2 separate regions of the Pelodiscus sinensis genome follow, and region 1 is linked to region 2. The links are chromatin contacts, called in public Hi-C maps. All regions are on one chromosome and are shown on one strand. The core of a region is the stretch at or near the end of the contact, and the rest is flanking DNA. Distances in the headings are between cores, read along the strand shown.

The links. Hi-C and Micro-C count contacts between places; a contact is called where the count stands out from the background.
Region 1: a Hi-C map of an unstated tissue shows a contact between it and region 2, with 7 times the contacts expected there. The contact joins the promoter of TYW2 here to the promoter of LOC102452109 in region 2. A contact is called at or near these places in 2 of 5 Hi-C or Micro-C datasets (blood and an unstated tissue).

The regions. Positions count from the first base shown.
Region 1 is chr13:4,955,860-4,961,540 of ASM4963464v1, reverse strand. TYW2 (tRNA wybutosine-synthesizing protein 2) reads right to left here and starts at 2,214. Exons shown (of 8, transcript XM_075896744.1): 1 at 2,032-2,214; 2 at 1,051-1,135; 3 at 76-244. The coding sequence starts at 2,074. It overlaps CSTF2 (cleavage stimulation factor subunit 2), which reads left to right and starts at 2,134. Exons shown (of 13, transcript XM_075896738.1): 1 at 2,134-2,292; 2 at 4,226-4,304; 3 at 4,581-4,750. The coding sequence starts at 2,235.
Region 2 is chr13:4,678,434-4,683,572 of ASM4963464v1, reverse strand. It overlaps LOC102452109 (magnesium transporter NIPA2-like), which reads left to right and starts at 2,287. Exons shown (of 6, transcript XM_075896727.1): 1 at 2,287-2,413. TAF7L (TATA-box binding protein associated factor 7 like) reads right to left here and starts at 2,351. Exons shown (of 12, transcript XM_075896724.1): 1 at 2,219-2,351.

The sequences.
Region 1 (5,681 bases), core at 965-3,464, 280 kb before region 2:
CAGAGACAGGACATGAGAGCCTGGAGTGGTAAATCCTATCTCTGTTTCTGCTGAGGAAGCCAGTGCTTTGCTGACCTGGACCCAAGTCAGGGTGCATGTCGTCTCAGGGGGCAGGCTCTCCCGCAGCGCCTGCAAGTGCTGCTCCGTGAGTTTCTCTCCCAGCACAGGCAATGCCACTGTGCTGTCCAGAAGCTTCTGCACACGATAACGGACATCCAGAATCCCCTCTCGCGCCAAATACTCCCTGCAAGTCCAAGGATGTAGGGGTCATTCATTTCATGTTATGTTCTCTAGGCTTTCTGCAATCCTCTCATATTGGCCTGAGCAGAGCAAAGCTCTGCACGCATTGTTCAGTACCGGTTTGATGAGACCATCATCTCTTGGGAGTAACAAACCACATGGTCTAGAGCAGGGGTTCCCAACCTGGGGTATGCATACCCCCAGGGGGTATGAGAAGCTTGTCAAGGGAGTATGGGGAATAATTGGTAAATAACTAGAGTATCCTAATTGAAATATTCCAAAAGTAGTAGTGTGAGTGAAAAAAGTTGTGGATTCTAGAGTCTAGAATTTATTTCCTTTCATATTGAATAGGGGGTACGGGAAGGTTTACTAAAAGCCAAGAGGATACGGGGACTGAAAAAGGTTGGGAACCTCTGGTCTAGAGTCAGGAGAGCTGAAGCTATTCCCAGCTCTGGAATGAGTTACTGTGTGACCTCAGGCGAGTCACTGCATTCCTGTGTGCCTCGGTTTCCTCTCTGTAAAATGGGAATGATACCCGCCATTGTAAAGGCTATGGGATGACAGTGCTGACTAGAGCCAGGCACAGTACAGGAAAGTGCTGGCTGCACAAGCTCTGTATCTCGTTTCTGATTGCTCAGCCCCAGCTATTCCAATCCTGGCCTTCCCGCGAGCACAGGATTGGTTTTTCTTTTCTCTTTTTTAAACTCTGTTCTGAGTGGAACACATGTTCATGACCATGCGTTCAGCTCAATACAGGTAAAACAATGTCTCACAGCTTTCCTCCCCTCCCTCTGCGTCTCTGCACTGCACCTGAACCGCTGGGCAAACTGTGACTTGGTAACAAGCGCAAAGACGGGACCAGAATTCACATTCTTTGCATCCATCTTGACAGATCCTGAAAGAGAAGAAATCATCGCTCAGTCGTCTGGCTTGGCAGTAAGGGAAGCTATTCAATCTGCGGTTGGCAATTCCAGCTGGATGCAGCCTGAACGTCTCTCAGCAGCACCCAAAGACTTGGGCGGAAGGGTGGGCCTTGCAGCGAGGCTGACACCTCGGCGTGCTGAAGAAGCAGGTTGTGCCCACGGCAGCTCATGCTGGACACTACCTCCATTTTTGGTCAGACTCTAAGGTGCTGCAGGACCAGTCCTTGTTCTGTAAGTTCTACCTGGAGTGTGACTGTGCTCGAAGGGCAAACAGGAGCACGGATGCTTCAGGGCCCCCGAAGTGCTCGGGACCCCCGGACACGGAGCAGAATCCCAGGAGGGGAGGCGCCCCTGGAGGCGCATTGCTGAGCGCGGCAGCGCCAGGGCTAGGCACAGGCGGGCACGCCGGGAACTGGTCACCCTCTGCCCCAGTCACCGCAGGGCGTAACAGGCATCCCCCCTCCCCCCCACCCCTTCCCGCTCCCTCACACCTGCAGCCCCCACCCCCGTGCATCCCCTCCCCCCACCCCCACGAGGCGACCCCCCCCAGCCACACCCCACCCTCACGCACCCCTCCCCCACGAGGCGACCCCCCCCAGCCACACCACGCACCCCTCCCCCACGAGGAGACCCCCCCCAGCCACACCACGCACCCCTCCCCCACGAGGAGACCCCCCCAGCCACACCACGCACCCCTCCCCCACGAGGCGACCCCCCCAGCCACACGCCCCGGCCTCTCACCTCCCCCCCCCCCGAGAAGGATGCTGCTGATGCAGTCACCCCCCCCCCCCCGGCTCCCTGCCGCGCGAGGGAAGCCACGAGGCCCTGGCGTGCGCGGAACTAGACGCGCGGGGTGCGTGCCCCCCACCGGAGCCGAGTGGCAGTTGCCATCCTGCGCCCGCCGCCGCCATCTTGGCTGTGGGCGGGGAGCTGCCTCCCGCCGCCGCCAGCCAGCGAGCGGCCGGGCTCGGGCGGAACGGAAGTGGCGGCGCGTGTTTCCAGCCGGATCCCGAGGGGGCCGGAAGGGGCGGGCTGGGGGGCCGGAAGCGCGGCCCCGGCGGCGGGTGAAGGATGGCGGGGCTGGCGGTGCGGGACCCCGCGGTGGATCGCTCGCTGCGCTCCGTGTTCGGTGAGGAGGAGCCGGGGGGGACCCAGCTACGTCACGGGGGGGGCAGGGCAGCGCTGGGCCCCCCCCCGGCCCGGTTCCTCCCTAGCTCCCGGGGGATCTCCCGCCCCCGCGCCCGGGACCTGCCTCCCGCCCTGGCTCTTCCCCGGTGCCCAGCCCCCCCCTTCCCTGCTGCTCCCCTCGCCGGCCAGACCCTCCCCCCCCCCCCGGGCTTTCCCTGGACAGAGGCCCCCGCTCTTCGGAGTGTGGCGACCCCCCCCCCCCCCGCCCCTTCCTTCCCGGCATCAGGGACCCTTCCCAGAGACCCCCCTTGCTGCTCTGGGTGTCAGTCACATTGCAGGCGGGTTTGGAAAGGGGCTGGATACGTTGGCTCACGTCACAGGGTAGGTACCCGTAGGATTCCCCCCCCCCCCCGTGCCTCCCCAGGGGTGTGCAGTGGAGCCCGCTGTTGCCTCCTTTGGAAGCATCAGGTACTAGCCAGTGATAGTGGAACTGATGGGACCGTGACCTCCTCTCTCCCCTCTACTCACAGGGGATGTAGCCTCTGCCATGACATCCTTCTCAGAGCCTTTCTGTGTTCACGTTCTTTGCTCGTTGATATGATGAATGGAGTGGAAAAGGATACACACAATTTTTGACTATTCTGCACTGATTAAGGGCCAAAGTCCATAGACATCAGTGGCCTTTCAGTTGGGCCCTGAATAGTGAGACACCGTGGGGTGCTGTGTGAAAATGTTAGTACTGTCTCCTTCACCTTCCTCAGCATGGGCCTTGCATGCTCCTCAGGCAGGTGGAAATGGAGATAAGGAATCGCCAACCCTGATTAAACCAAATTTTCCACCAATATTTTCACTGAAACCAATAGGAAAAGAATGACAGAAAAAACATGAAACGAGACCTGCCAACCCGCCTGTAAAGGGTTAGGAAGGTGTCCCAGGCTCACAGTAGTTCCTATATTGTACGTACCTGTGACCTGCACTAATTGATACTGGTAGTAAAAGTGGGAAGAAAGAAGGTTTGTTAACCAGTATTGGCCCATTCTCACATGAAGACTCCTAAACTTTTCCTAAACTCTTCCTGTTTGGACCAATGCCTGCTATCTCCCATGGCTTATACACACTTTAAAATCTCACTTTAGATCTTGGACTGCTCCTAGGCCTAGGCCTATTCTACACTACCCCAGGCCATCAATCTAAGTTGCGTAACTTCAGCTGTGTGAATAATGTAGCTGAAGTCAACATACTTAGATCTCCCAGGATCTTCAGTGGTTATGCTTTCCTATCAACTCCTTTTACTCTTTTTAGTGGAATATCCAAGTTAACAGGAGACTGCTCAGTGAGTGATTGCTTTATCACATCCAGTAAATTGACACCCCCCCCCCCCCACACACACACACATGGGATCGATCACTGCCCGTTGAGCCAGTGAGTCGTGAAGGCATACCCCATCTCTCAGAAGCATTTTATGCTCCATGGTGGGTTAAGGTGGCACAGTTGAAAGGGAGACAGGCAACGTAAGCATTCTGGAGGAGGAGGAAAGTCTGGTGGAACAGTCCACAGACTCCTGAAACATAAATAGTGGTATCATACCCAAAATAGGGTACCATTGTTCTAAGAAACATTGACTGCATTATAACTGCCCACTTTCCTTCTGACCTGAATCTGGATTGAGTCTCATTACCAGAGCCCTAAAACGTGCCCCGGAGTGGATTCTGTACTGGTAACATGATACTGCTCCAACACGAGCATTTGGAGCAATGGCACATACACAAAAGTCTGCAGTCCTGCAGTAGCATGCCAGAATGCAGCCATCCCTGTGGTTTGCCATCCCTTGGTTCCCTTCTGTTTTTCCTATTTTCCCGTGGAGAGAAGTTCATGTCTATGTTATTTCCTGGTATTCGAGGTCTGTACTGATACACTGCTCCCCTCTCCCATAGTGGGGAATATCCCATATGAAGCCACAGAGGAGCAGCTAAAGGACATTTTCTCAGAGGTGGGCCCTGTTGTCAGTTTCAGGTGAGAACTGTTTCTCTTTTGGGCATCTCCTATAAGCAGGCCTGGTCTCAGCAGTCACTGATTTGGCATTTATCAGCACACCAGCCACAAGCAGACAGGTCTCGGGTATACTTGGCAGGCACAAGTTTTGAACAAAATGGTCCTTCATCCTGTTGGGGACTGCATGGAGGGTGGGGGAAGATGGTGTTACCAGTCTGGAAAATGCTTTGGTATCATGTAATATTCTGCCCATGTACTATGCCTAATGGCTTTGATTCTTTTGGTTCCGCCATCCAGGTTGGTGTATGACAGGGAGACAGGCAAACCGAAGGGATATGGCTTTTGTGAGTACCAAGACCAGGAGACGGCGCTCAGTGCCATGCGGAACCTGAATGGGCGCGAGTTCAGCGGGAGGGCGTTGCGTGTGGACAATGCAGCCAGCGAGAAGAACAAGGAGGAGCTGAAGAGTGAGTCTGAACCTTGAGTCAAGGGGGGTCAGTGCTACCGTAACGAATGACCTAAACCAACCTCTCAAACGTGAAACAGAAATCTGCTAAGTGAGGCATAAAATCTAGTGTGCTTCCCGTAATGTGATGAGGTTCACAGTGAGAAGCTCACCAATAACTGATGTGCTCCAGGTAAGTTAGCAAGTAGGAGGGATAAGAAAAGGATAGAGAATAAGAGACAATATCTTATTGCCTCTATATAAATCCATGGTACGCCCACATCTTGAATACTGTGAACAGATGTGGTCACCTCATCTCTAAAAAGATATATTGGCATTGGAAAAGACTCAGAGAAAGGCAACAAAAATGATGAGGGGTTTGGAACAGGTGCCATATGAAGGGAGATTAAAAAGACTTGGACTTTTCAGCTTAGAAAAGAGGAGATTGGGGGGGATATAATAGAGGTCTATAAAATTATGACAGGTATGGAGAAAGCGAATAAGGAAAATTGATTACTTGTTCCCATAACATAAGAACTAGGGGTCACCGAATGCAATTAATAGGTAGCTGGTTTAAAAAAAAACAAAAGGAAGATTTTTCTTCATGCAGTGTACAGTCAACCTCTGGAACCCCTTGCCAGAGAATGTTGAGAAGACTAGGACTTTAACAGGGATCAAAAAAGAGCTAGATAGATTCACGGAGGTTAGGTTGATCAATATTTATTAGCCAGGATGGGTAGGAATGGTGTCCTTATCCTCTGTTTATCAGAGGCTGATAGGAGGGGTGTGTATATGTGTGGCGGGGGGATTGACTAGTCGACTGACTATCCGATCAGCATTTGCATTTGCTTATCGGATAGTTGACTAGTCTTTAACTATCCCTCAACTAAAGTATTGTGTCCAGTTCTGTGCACCACATTTCAGGAAAAATGTGGAAAAACTGGAGAAGGTCC
Region 2 (5,139 bases), core at 1,038-3,537:
CAGCCCCGCTGAGCAGGCAGCACTCAGCCAAGTGCCATGGCGGGAGGGAAAGGGAAGGGGGGCAGGGAGAGACGGAGGAGAAGAGAAAGGGAGAGTGAGAGGCAGGAGGGGGAGAAGAGAGAGAAAGAGAGAAAGAAAGGCAGGAGGTGGAGGAGAGCTGGGGGGGGGGCAGTAGGAGGAGAGAGAGAGAGACACGCACACACACACAGAGCAAGAGAGCTCAGGAGAGAAGACATTAAAATCCTGTTTTATGATGGGCTAATTGGCTAGTCAAATAAGATTCTGCTCCTAAAACTTAGATGATCAAAATTCTGTTTTCATGAGAGCAGCTTTAGTGTACATTAAACATTAACATGAAACATTTTACCATTCCTAGAACAAATGGGAAGTGAGTGGATGTTTCTACATCAGTTCCATATCTGATGTTGCTCCCCTAGAATGATAGTACTTACAGTGCTTAGCTCCTATAACAATATTCAGCCCCAACTGCTACATAAACAGGCATCCTCCCCACTTTTACTTGCTAAAAGATGCCATTATAATGGTAAGATAATATCTACAGTAAGGCTGTGTCTACATTGGCATGATTTTGCGCAAAAACACCCGCTTTTGCGCAAAAACATGCTGTCTGTCTACACTGGCGGGGAGTTCTTGAGCAAGAACACTGACGTTCTAATGTGTGAAATCAGTGCTTCTTGCGCAAGAACTATGATGCTCCTGCTCAGGAATAAGCCCTCTTGTGCAACTGTTCTTGTGCAAGAAGCCAGTGTAGACAAGCAACATCAATTTCTTGTGCAAGAAAGCCCGATGGCTAAAATGGCCATCGGAGCTTTCTTGCGCAAGAGAGCGTCTACACTGGCACGGATGCTTTTGCGCAAAAGCACATGCCTGTGTAGATGCTCTCTTACGCAAATACTTTAACGCAAAAACTCTTGCGTTAAAAGTGTGCAAAATCTTGCCAATGTAGACGTAGCCTAAGAGGCAATGGAGGACTTGTAAGGAGAAAAATATACAGTTGATTCTGTTCCATTAGATTTACCAAGTGCACTACAGAGATATTTATTTTCATTATACTCAAAATGTCTCTGCAAGAAGGGCATTCCAAGCAAAAGGCCAGGGAACAGGTAACCGGAACAGCACTGTGCATCTAATACAGCACAGGAAACCTGCACTCCACATCAGAAACTCTATGGCTATGTCTACACTCGCGGCATCTTGCGCAAGTGTTCTTGTGCAAGAACTCTTGCACAAGAAAATGCCCACACTGCCATGTGCAAGCTGTGCTTTTGCGCAAGAGCGCCCATGGAAGTGTGGATGCTTTCTTGCGCAAGAAAGCTCTGATGGCCATTTTAGCCATAGGGCTTTCTTGCACAAGGAATCCCTGCTGAGCGTCCACAAAGCCCTCTTGCACAAGAGCTCCTGCACAAGAGGGCTTACACCTGTCAAAAAAGAGTGTAGCTCTTGCGCAAGGAGCCCCCTCTTACCAAGCCATACTTGCGCAAGAGCGGGCGGGCAGTGTGGACGCTCTGCAGATTCTTGCGCGAGAACGGCTGTACTTGTGCAAGAAGCCGCGAGTGTAGACAGAGCCCAAGTGTTTTAATATCAGGAGTGCTTGACAATGGGAACAGGTGGCTCCCTAGCCATAGCGGTCTGAAAATTGTCCTTGGTTCCTCATCTACACACGGCGTGTGTGTTGTTTGTTCTGCAGATTTGATTTCCGCCCCAATAACTTGTTCTCCTGCGGATCCTTTCAAGGAGGCCCGGGGACACAGCGGCTTTAGGACTCTGGAGAATCGTTTCCCCCACACAGGAAGGAGAGAGAGACCCAGCACCAGAGAGACATAAGGAAACAAATTCATTACTTGTCGATGTCATCTCGCCTCTTCTTGCTTCCCACAAATGCTTACAAATACCTGCGCCAATAGCCACATCTCAGTGCCGAAAGCGGGAAAGAAAAGACACGTCAGTGTAACACACTCGGGGCATCCCAACGGGCCGGGGGGCGGGAACGGAGCCAGCGCCTGCCCGTGACGCGGCGGCTCATTGCAGAGGCGAGAGGGGCGCCAGCAGCGCCCGCCCCCCAGCAGCCCCCACAAGGCTGTTTGCAGCGAGGGGTCGTGGGGGCGGCACCGAGCGGGGCCCGCTGGCTCCAGGGCCGGGGCTGCCGCAGGGCGGCGGGGGGGGGGGGGGGGCTTGGCTGAGGCTCCCCGCTACTCACCGGGCCCCGAGCGGTCGCCCTGGCAACAGGGGCAGACGCGAAGGCCGGCCGGCTCGTCGCGCGGACCCCGCGGAAGGGTGAGGGTGGTGAACCGGAAGCGGAAGTAAGGGGGCCGCCAGGTGTCTCGCCCCGCGGGCTGGTTCCGGAGGGAGGGTTTGGCGGACGGGCCGGAAGTGGTGCCGGGACCGACTGCAGGTAGGGGGCGGTGACGTCTCTGCGGGAGGGGCAGGGCTCTGTGCCCCCCCCCGCGGGGCTGCGGGCAGGGGGCGCGGCAGCGGTTAACCGGGCAACCCCCCCCCCCCCGCTACCGGGGAACCCCGGCCCGCCCCGCGATTCAAAGAGATTTTACAGCCCTGCCCCCTCCCGAGCCTGGGGCGGGGGGTGCTGGGCCGCGGGGGGGCGGGGGGCGCTGGGCCGCGGGGGGCGGGGCGCTCTGGCAGCAGGCGGGCCCGTCGGCGTGTGACGCAGCAGGGAGGTTAAATATCGGTTGACGGGCTAGTTGAGTGACCTCATGAATTCTTAGCCCTAGACGAGCTGCCAGCAACTGGCGCCCTGGGCGAGCCCTGCAGTAACCCCCCCCCCCCCTCCAAACCCCTCAATGATATTGCGCCACCATTTGGCGCCCCATTTAGCTTAGTGCCCTAGGCAACCTCCTAGTTCGCCTGTACGGACGGGCCGCCCCTGTCGGTTAGTCGACTATGCTATGGTACCTGGGGCCAGCAGCCAGTGCCCTCTGGCCCCACTTACCGGGTGCCAGGCAACAGCTGGTCTGTGAGGGGAGCCAGTTTAAAAATCAGCTCCCCCTTGTGAACCAGCTGCCAGTTGCCCCATGCTGCTGCCTCTTATACAGAGGCAGCAGTGTAGGGTGGCAGCAGCCCCTGTCCGGGGGGGCGTGTCTGTGCTCCTGGACCCGGCATAAGCCAGAATTGAACTGGGCTGCCTGACAGCCTAGCTTCTAATACACTTTAAATGTAGAGCCACAGTAGGGGTAGGTCCTGGCCCATCACAATCCAAGACTGAGCCAGGTTGCTGACAGCCTGCTAAAAAATTTACTTGGGGAGAAGGAGAAATGCATATAGTCTATGGCATTAACCTACAAGCTTTTGCTTAACAGTTAATCTGTTAATTAACTACACTATTACATCCTTAATGTGCAGCGTTGCCTGTGGTCCCCCCAGTCCCTGTGACACCCCAGGCTCAGCATTCAACATGTGGGGATTGGGGCTTGTTGGGCAGGATGCGGAGAGCAGCACTTGGGGCTCAGTTGCACTTGGCCTTTAGGAGTTTCAGCCAGCGACTTGGTCAAGCAGGAGCTGCAAAGTCAGTTCCAGATGCTTGCGCATTCTTGGGTTGCGCTCAGGTTTATGATTGTTACTGAGACACTATTGGTACCACTGTCTCCTGAGAAGCAAAATCTGAATCCCCTATCCTCTGTAGTATCCATTAACACAGAGGTTCCCAAACTTTTTCTGAAAATATTTTAGATTGTGACAACCTCCCTTCCTCCCACACTTTTGCTACCGAACGTAGCACCTGCAGCACCATGGCAGATCCCTGCTAAGTAACCGTATCTATAAGCATGCCATCCTTACTTCCGCACTGCTGCTTTCGGTGTTGCTGCCTTGAGCGCTGGGTGCCTGACCAGCAGCCAGCACTCTGCAGCTGCCCAACTCTGAAATCAAAGAAAAAGGTGATCTTACCTCCCCTTTTGGGTCTGGACCCCCAGTTTGAGAGATACTGCATTAGGAGCTGGAAATGTCAATGACCCTACCACATGCAGGAGTGGAGATCAAGAAAAGACTCCCACTAGATCCCTTACAAAGTAGTAGTTTTACATAAAACAATTGGTCATGTTCCAGGAGAACACCCTGCATCTGGGGCTATCCTTAGATCTGTGATCACCAACCAGTTGATCTTGGAGCCTCTGACTGGTTTGGCCAGGAAGCTATCAAGTGCTGGCACTTCTGTTGCTCCTGCCCCCACTGTCATCTACTCCTGCCCTCGGCCTTGGAGCTGCCCCACTGGGAGCCTCCTGTTTGCTGTGCAGGGTGTGAGAGGGAGAAGAAGGGGTCACTGATGTCTGGGTATCATTCTCCCCCCTCTACTCCTGTACCTTATCTCCACACAGAGAGATGGGGAAGGAGGGAGCTTGGCAATGCACATTTCTGTTACTCTCATACACTCACAAACATTGTCCTTCACGCTCATCTCCCAACCCCAACACACGTGAGGGATTGTTGTTACTTCTTTTACTGCTTGCAAAGTAGGTTCTTTTGGGCTTGTGACTGGTATGTGCATTTCATAATTTTCATTTCTCTCTTATGCTTACATTTAACTTTTTGGGTAGTGAGTTCTAAAATGCCTAACCTGTCATGGCTGGAGTAATTAATCCTATGGTAATTGCTGCTTCTGGATGTGACTGGCATGTCCCTGCAATCCCTGAGAAAAGGCAAAGCAGGGGGTCTCCACATGCTGTCCTTGCCTGCAGACACCACTCCTGCAGTTCCCATTGATCAATAACAGGGAACCAAGGCTAGCAGAAGCTGTGGGCTCAGTGCCTGTAGATGAGGGGCAGCACATGGCACCATGGAGTCACTGCTGTATATGCCAGCTGCTTTCAGGAGTGGTGCAGGGCCAGGGCAGGAGTAAGCCTGCTTTAACCCCACTGCTCCATCACTCGGAAACCATCTCAGTTAGGTGGTGCCCAACCAGAGCCTGCTTCCTGAACCCCTGTCCCAGCCCTGAACCTCTCCTGCACCCAACCTCCTGCCCCAGACATGAGTCCCTCTGCACCCAAACTCCTTCCCAGAGCTTGTACCCTAAAACCCATCCTGGATCCCAATCCTCCACCCTGGGCGAAGCCCCTCCCACACTCTGAACCTCTTGGCCTAAGATGAGAGCCTGCACCCCAACCCCAGCCT